Linked DNA regions of Gossypium hirsutum: region 2 is linked to region 1. A link is a contact called in public Hi-C data. All regions are on one chromosome and are shown on one strand. Each heading gives the region's core, a stretch centred on a gene start, on an enhancer-like site or on the middle of the called end of the contact. The rest is flanking DNA. Distances are from core to core; before and after follow the strand shown.

The links. Hi-C and Micro-C count contacts between places; a contact is called where the count stands out from the background.
Region 2: a Hi-C map of leaf shows a contact between it and region 1, with 2.3 times the contacts expected there. The contact joins the promoter of LOC107937083 here to the promoter of LOC107961779 in region 1. A contact is called at or near these places in 3 of 34 Hi-C or Micro-C datasets (all in leaf).

What each region holds. Positions count from the first base shown.
Region 1 is chrA06:61,034,963-61,042,109 of Gossypium_hirsutum_v2.1, reverse strand. It overlaps LOC107961779 (magnesium transporter MRS2-1), which reads left to right and starts at 3,975. Exons shown (of 8, transcript XM_016897908.2): 1 at 3,975-4,115; 2 at 4,214-4,266; 3 at 4,351-4,447; 4 at 4,974-5,570. The coding sequence starts at 4,983.
Region 2 is chrA06:61,768,950-61,776,096 of Gossypium_hirsutum_v2.1, reverse strand. LOC107937083 reads right to left here and starts at 4,213. Exons shown (of 2, transcript XM_016869895.2): 1 at 3,502-4,213; 2 at 1-3,399. The coding sequence starts at 3,903. The coding sequence ends at 2,791. It overlaps LOC121230243 (a long non-coding RNA gene), which reads left to right and starts at 4,700. Exons shown (of 3, transcript XR_005928193.1): 1 at 4,700-4,992; 2 at 5,076-5,211.

The DNA.
Region 1 (7,147 bases), core at 2,726-5,225:
ATTCAAACTAACATCATATATATATTTGTATCACATAACAAATAATCAGCTTACCTTATTTTCAAGGAAACAACAAGCTAACTCATACCTGATCATTTAGCTCGTTTAATGTGTTCCATTACCACATCAGCATAAGGTCTTTTAGGCATAAACTTATAATAATTCACCGGCATAAACTTATAATAATTCACCGGCAATAAGCCTGCTAGGCATAAGCCTGATTTAATTCACCAGCACAAGGCTTGCTAGGCTCAAAGCCCGAATATCACTATTATAAAGTTGTCTTATAAACAATTCATATATCAAAAATTCCAGATATTCCATATAGTTCGTACGGACTTTTAACTGTTATAACTCAGTCGAAACGAATGCATGAACATAGTTACCATGCTTATACACATTCGACATTAGCATATATTAATTCATATATTTCATTTCAGCATATATACTTTGCATTTAATTAAAATTAAGTACGTCTATTTGCTTATAAACTTACCTCGGACAATGAAAAATCGGTACGAATCGGCTAGTCGACAACTTTAGTTTTCCCCCGATCTAAATCTAATTTTCTCTTTTCTTGATCTAAATTAATATAAATTAAACTTATTAAATCAAATATTCAACCAAATTCATCCTAAAACACACAAATGAGAAAATTACACTTTTACCCTGATATTTCACATTGTTCACAATTTAGTCCCTATTGCATAAAACACAAAATATGCAAAATCTCACAACAAAATAGTTAGGCCGAATTTTCCTTATACTCATAATAGTACATATATTTAATTTATTTCACATTTTAGTCCCTCAATTTATTATTTTTTCAAGTCCTAATTACTCAAAATCATCAAAAACTCCAATACAAAACATGCTAATCTAAAATATATATTTCATATTTCATCATTAAACAACAAAAATCACAAGCTCTCATCAATGGCATAACTCAAAATATTTATCAAAATAAAAAATTTAAGCATGGGTCAGATAGTACTCGAAGCAACGATCTCAAAAACGTAAAAATTATCAAAAATCGAGTCTAAAATGACTTACCAATTTAACATGCAATTGCCGAACCTCATTTTGCAACCATTGATGTTTTTCTTTTCTTACATTTGGCTATATGAAGGAAAATGGACTAAAATCATGGTTTTTGGTTTTATTTAATGTATCATTTACTTGCCATTTACCTTTTTAACCTTTAAAATAATGCATAATTTCCTTCATGCCAAACCAATAACATCCACTAACATATTAATGGTATAATTGTCATTTAAGGCCATCATATTTAAAATCCAAAGCCAATTGACACCTTTAATAAATAGAATGTAACTTTTGCATTTTTACGCGATTAAGTCCTTTTTACCGAATTAACAACTTAAACGATAAAATTTCTTTACGAAAATTTCACAAAACTATAATATCATGCTGTAAATATTAAAATAATAATAAAATAAATTTTTTGATGTCGGTTTGTGGTCTCAAAACCACTGTTCTGATTAACCCTAAAAACAAGCTGTTACACCCCTAACTTTTTAGAAATTTACATAGCACCCCCTTTAAAATGAACTTTATTACATTAAACCCCTTTAAATTTTATATTTTCCCTCTCTCCCTAGACCCAAAAAAAACACCAACCGCTTTTAAAGTTTAATATATATATTTACCTCTTCAAAAATATCTTTTTTTAGAAGTTTCAAAATTTTAAAACTTTCAAAGGAAGCTACAATAAAAAAAATCATCAATTTCTTTTTAAATAAATAACAACTAAAGAAAAAAAAATTACCCATAAAATTAAAAAAAAAATCCTAGAACAAACTTAAAAAAGAAAAAGAAAAAAGAGTAGTGGAAGAAAGCAATTAACAAATTGTAAGAGAAGAAGAAGAAGAAGAAGAAGAAAATTTGTCAACATACAACTTTGAGATGTTGCATTTGAGATCTCAATTAGAACACTTTGAGCTTGATATTCGTCAACATACAAATTTGTAGAATTTGTCCTTAATTCTTGTATTATGCCAAGAGTTTATGAAGACAAGAAAGTTAGTCATTTACTCACTTGTTGATAAATTAATTTGACTTTTGTTTCTCTTCCTATTTTAACTACCACTATTGAGTTTCATTTTCTGCTATAAAGATTGTGAAAACAAAACTTGAAAATAAAATAGAGGATGATTATTTGGGAAGTTACTTGATCATATATATTGAAAAAGAAATTGTATAGAACTTTGATGATGATTCAATTATAAATGATTTTTGTGACATGAAAGAAAGGAGATTACAATTTAAAAAGCCCAACTTGTTTAGATAGGTGAATGATTTCTCCTTTTTTTTTATATCATATGGTTTCTATATGCAAAAATTATATTTTAATTTTGGTTTTTTTTTTCAAATAGTAGAAAAGCATACTAATTTTTGGATTTTGATATGTTAGGTATTATTTATTAAAAATTGGAAGCACAATGCAATTATCATTTTATTCATATTTCAAATCATATATATCTATATTTTAATTATTAAATAATTATACATAAAAATTAATATAAAAAAAAATGTAGTTGAGAATGCTAATACAAATTTGTCCCCTTAAATTGTATTTTTGAACGAAGTGACTCAACATATTAGATACCCATGTTAAATAAGGAAGGGTAAAAAAGACTAACCATTTTCAGACATGAAATTATTGAGAATCGGGACTAGTAGGTTTGATGACTTCGGGGAGTTCTTTGATTAGAAAGAATTATCTTGATTGGTTTGATTCATACTCCACGGAAGTAGAGGGGATCGTAGTGAAGGAGGTTGATTCACAGTCTTCACCCGATATGCTACTTAGTGGATCCTGGTAGCCAAATAGAGAGTTCAACTGTAGGTAGGGAAATATCAAATACAAAAACCTCAACATTTCCTTACACAAACCAAACAAATTGCACCCAGTTCACGCAATTCATCGAACAACTGGCACATCTCATTCGACTGCCCGTTCCTCCCATAAAACTCAATCAACGCAATCAAAATTACATTATCCGAATGAAACCCATGTTTCATAACAATGGCATCAAAGCAGCATCCCATCCTCAACTTCCCTAAAACCGAACAAGCCTTGATCACAGCAGATAGAGTGAACCTACTAGGCTCAGCTCCTAACCTCAGTAATTCAAAAAACAGTTGAAGTGAACTCTCTGGTCTTCCCACTTTAATATACTCCGAAACCATCAAAATACACGAATTATCTTATTTTACAAGCACCAAATCAAAAACTCTCCGAGTTTCTCTAAAATCAGTACACAGCTTAAAGTAGAGAACAAATAAATTGATATCTATAGAACGATCCATGTGGTGAGCAGATTTAAGATGGGCCGTGAGGAAAAGATTGAAGGTATGTGCATGCTTTCAAGAGGCAAGAGTACAGTAAAGGTTTAGGGAAGAGGGTGTTTGGGTTTGGGGGGTTTTAGGAGATGGATTGCAAGGAAAAGATTATCCGGCCTGCACAATTGGAGGATTTGGGATACGACAACAGCTTCATCTCTACTCAACTATGGCAAATCCATCGAGTTAACAAAAAAAACTTGTTGAACTTTATAATTAAAAAAAAAATCAGCTCAGAGTTTTGATCCTATACAACTTTTATCCGGTATTCGAGAGTTTATAATGATATATACAAGCAACTGTTGAGTTGAGTTGATGCAAAAAAAAAAAAAATTGGGGAGTGAGTCATTGCTAGTAATATCCAAATTCTAAAGGAGATTGAATAAGCTGTTTGGAAAATGAAAATGGACTTTTTATGCCTTATTGTAAAATCGGGCTGAGATTTGGAGGGGAAGAAAGGATGAGGAAGAAAAAAAATGATAAGACGGTGGGGCTCACAGTTTTAATTTATTATTTTAAAATCCACGCTATTTATGGTTTAATAGCATAGTGATTAAAATAAACCATTTTATTGGTTTACTAGTAATTAAAAATTTTCTTTTAAAGAACCTCAGGGTCACGACGACTCAGGAGCCGACAAAACTAATAAAAGCAACCAAGAAAAAAAGGGCTCTCCGCATCAGAAATCCTTTTTTAACATCAAAAATTTCAATCATAGATTCTTAATTAAGATTCTCGTCTTAGCTAATTGAGTAAAACTTACACCGCCTTTCGTAAATTTTTTAAACTATTTTATTTTATTTTCTTTTTTTTTTTAAACACGTACGTGAAAATTTCGTATTTGATCCAGGAGTTCTCTTCCTCACTAAATCCTCCTGTTCTCAATCATCCGCTGCTGCCAAGGTACTTTTCCAAATCTAGGGTTTCCTTTTCCCTATTTTCTTTATGTTGTTATAATTTAATTTATTAATCCAATTATTTTTGCAGTTTTTGATGTGTCGATATTAGCTTATTTAATCAGAGGCTGTGATTATATCTTCTTCACGCTTATCTGAGAGTTAAATCTTAGTTTTATTGATTCGAGGTAAGCTAGTCTCCTTGAAATAATATTTACTCTTTTGTTACTGTTTTGTTTATTTATTATGCTTGAGTTGGAATTTAAATAGATTTTGCTCTTTATTTTCAGTTTTCTTTATATTGTTATTGTTCTATTTAGTATAATTATAAGGCTGTGGAAGGAACTAGGCCAATTTTTAGGTAGCATTTTTAGGCGATATCCTGATGCTGAATTTTGTACCTCGCATGCTGAATTATTCATGCGTTTGATAGATTTTCGATCTCAGGCTGCAAAAAAAAAAAAAAGGAAGTTGCTTTGGTTTCTGATGCATTAATGAACATGGTTAATCTAGTTATGGAATTGTATTCAGGCTTTGAAGTAAAAAGTTCTTGGATTTGATAGTTGGATTACAATATTTGAGTAGCTTTTAGACTTTGTTGGAAAAGTGAGCTTCTTGAGAGTTGAGACCTAAAGCCACTTTTTCTGTTTCCGCCCCCCCTTCAGAACTGGATTATACAGTGTTGTCGTTAACTGGTTTTGTTATTTGTTTCAGTATACTGTGATGGCAGACCTAAAAGAGCGTTTGCTTCCACCGAAACCTCAATCGGCTATCAACATTAGAGATGCTTCCTATCGGCCATCTGCCTCTGGACGCCAGCCTTTCCAAGGCATGGATTTATCGGGGTTAAAGAAGCGGGGCCAAGGACTCAGATCTTGGATCCGTGTTGATACATCTGGGAATTCGCAAATAATCGAGGTTGACAAGTTCACTATGATGCGTCGATGTGATCTACCAGCCCGAGACCTACGGCTTCTTGACCCATTGTTTGTTTACCCCTCGACAATCCTCGGTAGAGAGAAGGCTATTGTTGTAAATTTAGAGCAGATAAGGTGTATTATCACTGCCGACGAGGTTCTACTCTTGAATTCCCTTGATAGCTATGTTTTGCAGTATGTTGTGGAGTTACAAAGGCGACTTACAAGTGGAGTAGGTGAGGTATGGCAATCAGAGGGTCCTGAGTTGAACAGAAGAAGAAGCAGTAGGGGTTTTGACAATGTATACGGGAGCACATCCCCTGATTATTTGCCCTTTGAGTTTAGGGCTCTGGAAGTTGCTTTGGAAGCTGCCTGTACATTCCTTGATTCACAGGTGTGTGAAAGTGGCCTAAAACACCTTATTGCATTTGAATTAGACTTGGGATGATAAACCTAAAATCATTCACCCAAGAATCATTCACCTTGTTGACATTTAAAAATATATTAAAAACTAAAAAAGTGGTTGGAAGATCCATCAATTGCAGATTTATATTTTGATTGTTGGGGATGTTGAGCTATGTAAAAATTAAGGAAAATAAATAACACATATAACAGCAAGTCATGAAAAATGTTGCATGTTCTTGTTACTTGATTTTGGCTGAGTTTTTCTGATGTGGTTTAGGGGAGAAAATAGAAGCAATAGGAAGAATTAGGGCTAAACAAACAAGTAAGAAAGAAGGTGAAACTCTAGAAAATTTAGGGTTTAAAAAACCTCTAATTTCTTTATATTAAATCAAAGAAAAATAATAGGAATAATAATAGTTGTAAAGTTGACAACTTATTTATATAGGCTTTTTTTCTTGCAAATAAAGTTACTAGGCCTTTTTGCAAATAAAGTTTATTTCTAGCCCTTTCTTTAAACCCTTAAGATAACTACTAACCTCTTAGCTGTTTTAATATATCTAACCTGGCTTGGAAAATTGACAGCGGTAAGAAAAGCTTCACCACTTCAACATAAATTTCTTGATAAGCTCCTTGTAGCTCTTCTTACGCCATCCAAGAACTTCCACTGGCTATTTCAGCAAAAATCTCTTATATCAATTACCCCATTTAAACTTAGTTGCCTTAACATCAACCACATCTTAAATAACCTTTGTTTTAGCTTTAGGAAGCTGCTGCCTATTATCTGAATTTTCAACATCATTTTTGGAGATGTTACTTTCATTTTCATTTCTTAGGTGGTGCACAGTTAGATATTTCTTGTTGGTTAATGATGGTAAAACCATGTAGAGGAGAGATCAGAAACTTGCTACGATTCCCATAAATGTTCACTTTAATCTTGTCAAGGAGCTTAGAAGTGTCATCCCCGCCTATGTGGGAAACAAGAATAGCTTTATCAGCTTCATAGGAGCAAATATATTTAATTGCAACCTCCACCATATCAAAATCAATATGTGAACCTAACCATGCTTCAAGCGAATGTCTTGTTGATGCACCATAATGCTAATCAATTTGAATATCCTTAGCTTCAAAAATTGGGAACTTCCTTGAACCAAATTCCATGAACTTGATTGAAGTAACAATAACACCCTCACTGTCGAAGTGTTGCTTGAAGCCGTTAAAACTGGTTTTTCTGTCCAACTAATTGGCATTACAAACATGTTGATTTTGACCCAAAATAAACTTATGTCGCTTCATACCATCCAACAAGACTTCTAGCACACCTACTTTTCTTATGGCTTCCTGTATTGTTCATCAAACAATAGGAGCCTTACGTAAAAAGAAAGGATGATGAGCTTTAACTTTGATAAAACTAATTGTTGTGATAAACAAACATAGAGACAACAATTCCTGTTTAGGAACACCATTCACTACAATCACAGCATATTCAAGAATTTTTAAGATTATCTCTTGCAACAATGAAAGAAATCCAGCCAATTTTAAGATCAAGAGAGGAATAGGCCTCAATTG
Region 2 (7,147 bases), core at 2,964-5,463, 730 kb before region 1:
CCCAAGATTGTAAAACAGGCAGTCGAGATTGATGTGCTTAGTTTGCTACTTGATCCAAGAATCCTAACAGAAAACTTGTCCACTACCTCTACAGCACCACCATGAACCCAATTAGCGTTTCCATTTATAGAAGGGCAGCAAGGCCTAATCGCTTTACTAGGGGCTCTCCCCATAGCCGATGCCTCTTCAGTGTTCAGAAACCGAGACCAACTGCATTCACGCCATACGTATGGCCATTACCAGAGATAATCTCAACAGAATGCAAAGCACCAGTTGGAATCTCCTCGGTCAATACCTCAACTTTGCTACCTTTCTGAATCTCGTTACCAATGAATCAGATGTGAATCCAAGAAAAAAAAGGAACATTAGGGAAATTGTCGTTGAAAATGGAAAATTTATTGATGGTTCACTTTTCCATAAGCCAATGATGAAATCTTCAAAAAAAAAAAAATCAATTTGAAGGGATTTTTTTTTTCCAATATGAACCTGAACCGGAAAATATTTACATAAATATATAAAACATGAAATCCACCCATGTTAAAATACAGAAGAACAAAATGTCCAAAAAAATGCAAAACAATAACCCCAAATTGCAGCACATGTAAAGCAGTAACTGAGACTTACCAATTGATAAGAACCTGCCTAGAATCAAAGGATATAACAATCTTTTCACATCAAACATCAGCCCATACAAGTCTTTCGAAGACTCGCCACGGTACATGATTAGGGAAAACAGACAATGTCGCTGACAGCATGAATTCTCATCCATTGTACATGACATAAACTGAACCACTTGTTTCAGTACATGTCTGCATTCAGAAGTGAATAAGAACCTGATATATGATTATAGAAACAGACACTTATCCTCAACAAGCCTTCCAATGCTCAGACCGTGTACATGATCACAGGAAAAGTCCATGTTATCCATAACATAGATTCACACCACTGCACATTATTAGGGGTTAAGTACTAACGAATAAGTGACCAGAAAATAGGTTGAAGTGGAGGGTTAGTCCAACCGCTTCCGGCCAATGCTAACTGAAAATAGATTTACACATAACATGTACCATATTAATGTTGAATCAATATTAAATGTAGTCTAACTTTTAAAAGTACATTCGGATGGTGTTTAAAATACAATCAATATTAATATTTCTTGATCAGTTCATGGCTAAATGCCAGTTGTTGGACCAAACAAGTCACCAACTACCAGTTCAATCATCCAGTTTGGTTCTTCATTCATTGATGCTAACACAAGGATTTTTTTCATGCAAATAGAACAAAGAGTTGAATCATTATAATTAAAACCTAAAAGAGATTAAATTATTGAACTAATTTATTCTTTACCAGTTAAATGCCACTTATTGGACCAAACAAGTCACCAATTACCAGTTCAACCATACAGTTTGGTTCTTTATTCATTGATGCTAACACAAGGATTTTTCATGCAAATTTCATTAAGATTGAAAACAAATAATATCATGCAAGGACAAAATAACTCCTACATCACATGGGAAGATTTTTGAACCTGGTGTCCCGAATGGATATACATGCATCCATCTAACAAAATCAAGCAACCACCTATGAAGTTAGAACAGCTTTTGATCAAATGTCATAAATCATCATTTACGAACTTGTTTACATTGAGAAAGTAATAATGAAGACCGAAAAAGGCCAAAGTTGATTTTTTTAGAGTCACGAGATGATCAAATATTCTGGTCAATACTCGAGCATTTAAGGTTACTAGTCTGTGCACAAAAGAGGGGAGGGAGAGTGTCATTAATCATCCTACTTAAAACGTTCATTATTATACATACATTCTGGAGACGCAAAAGCTTTCCAACTATTATAGTTGTCCATTTCTTAAGATTATGGATTTTTTTTTTCCATATCATGTATTTTTCTTTCCAGACGTGTCACTGCAATATCAATTTACATAGTAACTGTAGGGCATCTGCAATGAGGAAGACAATGACCTATAACAATACTGCCATATATGAAGTCAAAATTTGAAAAATAATTTTAGAAATGATTCATACCAACAGCAGGGCATAAGAGTTCGTTTAGGAATAAACCATGGCTGTTGCCCCTTGGTCAACTGCAAGAGATGACAAACTCAACCAATCATGGCTCTAGAAGCAAGGTATGGATGCCTCCAACATTGGCCATGAGATATTCTGAGAAAGCATCAAGATATTTCTCAACATTAATTCCATATACTGCCGAAATAATGCATGTATAACATTTGTATCCATCATCATGAGATGAAATAGAACAGTTTCACATGAATAAAACTGCAAATATACAAAATACCAGCTAGATTCCATAAACCGGCGTATAACATATCAGAATTCACAATACCCTATCTAGTGAATCAAGAAAAAGGTCTGTCTTTTGGTTTTTTCTTCTTTTTCTCTTGGGGGGGAGGTGTAAAGCAATGCATTTAAAACAGTATGTACTCAAATTCATTTAGGGAATCCTTTACACCAATAAAAGAAAGTAATTAATGTAATTCAAATCTTTGCATATTAATGTTTCTCAACAGTTTCACTAAAGAAAATTATATTTTCCTGTGTTGAAATTTAAGTGCATGAACAATATGTCACATCTACAAAAGGTTATAATGAAAAGAAAGGAAAAAATTTACGTAAAGAAAAAAGCTTCAATCATGGAGGTAGGAGAAAAAACTATTAAAGCAATTACAAAATTGAAAGGTATCTTTACAATTATCTGCACCATTGGAGTAAACATAACACCAAGATTACCATGTATGAAAGGAATTCTTCCAATCTAGTAACAGCTAATAAAAAGCCTATTATTGTTATCTCTCAACTTTCTTAGCTCCATCAAATGTTCATCATTTGAAATATTAAGAGTACGTCGTAAATTTGTCACCTTTTCTTCTTCATCCCAAGTCAAAGGCCCAGAAGCATGCAATGCCCCTAGAGCTTTCTGATAGGCATGCAGTTCAGACCTATGGAAGTCATACCCCAATTCCACACTAGTGGAAACATAACTTCCTTCTTCTTGACAACTCACTTCTGGTTTAGAGTCAGCATCACTTCGACAATCCTCCTCTAAGTTTTCACAAGCGTTAGTTACAAAATTAGACAAATTAAGACCGTTATTCCCTAAACCACTACAACTACCAACAGAGGAGGCACAACTCATGGTATCATCAATTCTATTAAAGGAAGAAGGCATACATCTTTCACCCAGCATATTATTTGGGGAATCAAATGCATCTACCTTTTCAGAGGCAGGCGAAGGAAGCCGAATTATTATTCTTTGAACACCATTACTACCTTTCTCCAACACCCTCTTCTTTTGAGCACCAATATATGAGAAGCCAAGCGAAGATCTTTTCCTTTTCTGCGGCCCAGTGGAATTTGATGAACCCTGAGGTAGAACATAATAATTAAGGTAAGAATCAATTAACGTATAAAAAAAATGAAGAGAAATATTAAATTATCGTTTAGAAAAAGAATCGAAAGGATTTACCTTTCCAACGAGGAACCAATAGCCATCTTCCCAAGACTGCCGAATACGCAATCGAGATTGATGCGCTTTGAGTTCGCTACTCGACCCAAGAATCCTAACGGAAAAGTTGTTTCCACCGAGAACCTTAACAATCACCGCCGGTTTCCAGGACAAGTCATCGAACACCTCTACGATATCACCAGAAACCCAATTATTGTTCCCGTTCATAGGAGGAGGGCAAGGCCTAATCGCTTTCCTAGGGACTCTTTCCACCGCTGCCGCCTCGCCAGTGATCGGAAACCAACCGTACTTCACACTATATGTATGGCCGTTGCCCGAGATAATCTCAGCACAACGCCATGCCCCGGTTGGAACCTCCTCCTTGGTCAATACCTCAACTTTGCTACCTTTCTTGAATCTCATGATGATAATCAGATTTGAATCGATGAAAAAAAAAGACGAAAATGGAATTGATGAAGGGAAAATATTGTGGAAAATGGAAAATTTTAGTAATAAGGCGTTGAATTGGGAATTAAATAAAGGGGCTACGGATTTCTTAGATGGATTAGAAAAAGTTGTTGATGATCGAAGGGTTGAATGAGCGAGTGGAATGATCTGACGGTGAGGACGAGAGTGGATTGGGCGTTAGGTTAGGCGGTTAAGAGTACTAAAGAAGGAAGAAGTTTCCTTGCCGGTTCGGTTACATCTTAGAATTAATTTAAAACCAAAATATTATTATTGGACTTGGACTACCTTGTCTTTTATTTGGTTTTTGGCCACCTTTAATCAATATTAGTTATTAATTTTACCAAGTCAAAATTGTCTGCATTTGAAAAATAAAAGTTCTCCCCCAAGAAATCTAAGATTAATTATTTAAAAACTAAAATAGTAAAATTAAATAACAAAAAATTTATTATTTAATTATTTAATGTGTTTAATAATGTTTTTCTTGTAAAGAATGTTGACTATTCGAAGGTGTCAAGCTCAGTGAATGTTTTAAAAGAGTTTTTATACATTTATTTAGTTTTTTTTTTTGCAAATATAACTGATATTCTATTAAAACGTTGGCCCGAGGTGATAATATCCAAAAACAATAAAGAAAAATTGAAACAGCAAAATTTAAAGTAAACAAAAGCACACAAGAAAAAAACAACGACAAAAACACCTAGGAAAACCGTCCACAAAAGTAAAACCACCCCGCACCAAAAACGAAGAGCCAACAAAAATATCAGACGAAATGGCTTCCTGAAACCACACAATTGTTCTCGAAACTTGGTCAAATAGAAAAAGCTTCTTTGAAAACCACCCATGAAGAACCTTCAGCACAATCTCCCTCTTCAAAGAATACTCAAAAATCCCTTATCCTCTGTGAACCCAATCTTCCCAATCCTTCTCCATAACTTTTCGAATCGATTCTGAAGGATCGTGAAACCAAAAACAAGCAACCTGTCGTCAGCGACCTTCCAAAGCCAGAATGTGTGCTGCACTATTAGCCGTCCTCGACACAAACAGGTACAAAACATTCTCAAACTGTTGCCTCATAACTCGGATATTATTAATGATGGGTCTAAGAAGCAATCTATCCTCTTCCACAGAGTTCAGTTTCTTAATAGTAGTCAGAGAGTCACCTTCCAACAGGATCCTCGTCCACCCCAACTCAGCCGCAAAAAGCATTGCTCTCTCGCACGCTCTCGCTTCCGCCACCACCGCGTCCACCACATCACTAGAAGGGTAAGTACACGTATACCTTTATTTAGTTTTGAAATAAAGAAAAACCTCTTAATCCTACTCTCCAAATCTTATTAACTCTACAACACTAATGGATCATTGAGGTAATCATTAGTGATCCAAGCTTATCTCCTTTTAAACATTTATGACCTTAACTCAATTTAACCTTAAAGCAAAATGCTAGTTGTTCCCTTCATAAGTTTCAAGTTTTCTTAACATAAGCACACACATGTCTTAGGAATTTGAATTCCTATTGATCACACTCACCACAGCTCACAACCTTTTACATATGCATGACACGTTTCACCCCATTTTGAATTTATAATCTATTCCCAAAACTATATCCAAGATGCACATACACAAAATCAAAAATTAACTTCTCTCAAGCATAAGTCACAAAGTCTCAAAAGCTAGGTGCATGTAGTGTCAAATCCCAAACTTGAAAAACCTAATTTGAATGCGTATAGTTGAGAAGTTATCTATTTGGCACAATGTAACCCGCCAATCAACAGTCTTCGGGCGTGTTAGAGTCCAGTGTTCACCGTAGAAATGATTAAGGATTTTGTCACAGGTTATTCTGCTCTTTAAGAAAAGTATATGATAAACAAAGAGTAAGCCTAGTGAGGTTACCGCCAAAAGTAGGGTATGCCCAGTTACCTAAGCATTGTGCTGAATGGGTTTGTAAAGTGATTTGGTTGGGAACCAACTAGATTGACTGGTCAAACATCTTTGTGTAGGATTATCATTTATGTTTCTCTCAAATCTTGCAGACCATTTTTTGAGACAAATTCTGGACATCATTGACACTTGTCAAGTTCCATTAAGAGAAAACTAGATATATATTGTAAAAAGGATTAGTAGGGATGGTTTTTCTCTCTTTAAAATCTATTCTTTGGTTCTTCCTCCTAGAACTTATATGTTTTCTTCTCTAGAAGCTAAGGATTTTGGACGTATTAGCAGATGTTCCACCTCTTGGTAAGTCTAAAAGCTCTGCATGTTAAGTTTTTGAAAGAATAAGGCTGTTAAAAAGCTTATGAAGAGTAGGTTATGAATATAAGGCCTTGCATGGTGGTTGTTTATGATTGAGATGTTAACAATTTGCATGTAAATGGATTTTAATGGTGGATATATGTTCTTTAAGTAGTTGTTGTTGCTAGTTCGAGAAGTGTGTTCAAGTTTGAAGTTCAAGCTATAGTTAAAGTGTGTCTTAGGTGAGTCTATTCTGCCTCCTACTTGTGAGTTGTCCAGGTAAAGACAAATATATAATGTTAATGTAACACCCCTAGCCCGAGTCTTATCGCCGGTTTAGGCTAAGAGGTATTACCGAGCTAAACATTTAATTTCTCATTCACATTAATTAACATAAACAGAGATCGAGCTGCATACATACTGATCTTTGAGTTATATATATATATGCCATTTTCATATGGCCAAAATACTTACAATTACAAAACATATTTTGCCAACAGTCTAACCTATACATGCCATATCAAGACCAAAATATAATTGTACCAACAAAATCGATAGTATGATGAACTGCTGACGATCCTCGAGTCGGTGGCCAAAATCAACAATCTATAAAACAAAAAAATAAGAAACAGAGTAAGCTTGCGAAGCTTAGTAAGTTTTAAGCATTTCATACCATTAAAGCTTGTCATTTAATTCGAAAATTGAGTGTCACAAAATTCGTATTCTAATTGTAATTCACTTGGCCGAATATACACAAGTACACTAGTTATAAAACCTATTGGCCGAATATATATATGAATACACAAGAAATTTCCAGCACATATTTCACTATACTATATGGCTTAAGCAATTACTTTAAGTCACATACTTTCATATGATGACATACCTTGACCGAATAGGTCATTGTCTTATTCTTAAATACCGAATTCATCCACACACACACATATATATATCGTTCTTTGATACTAAT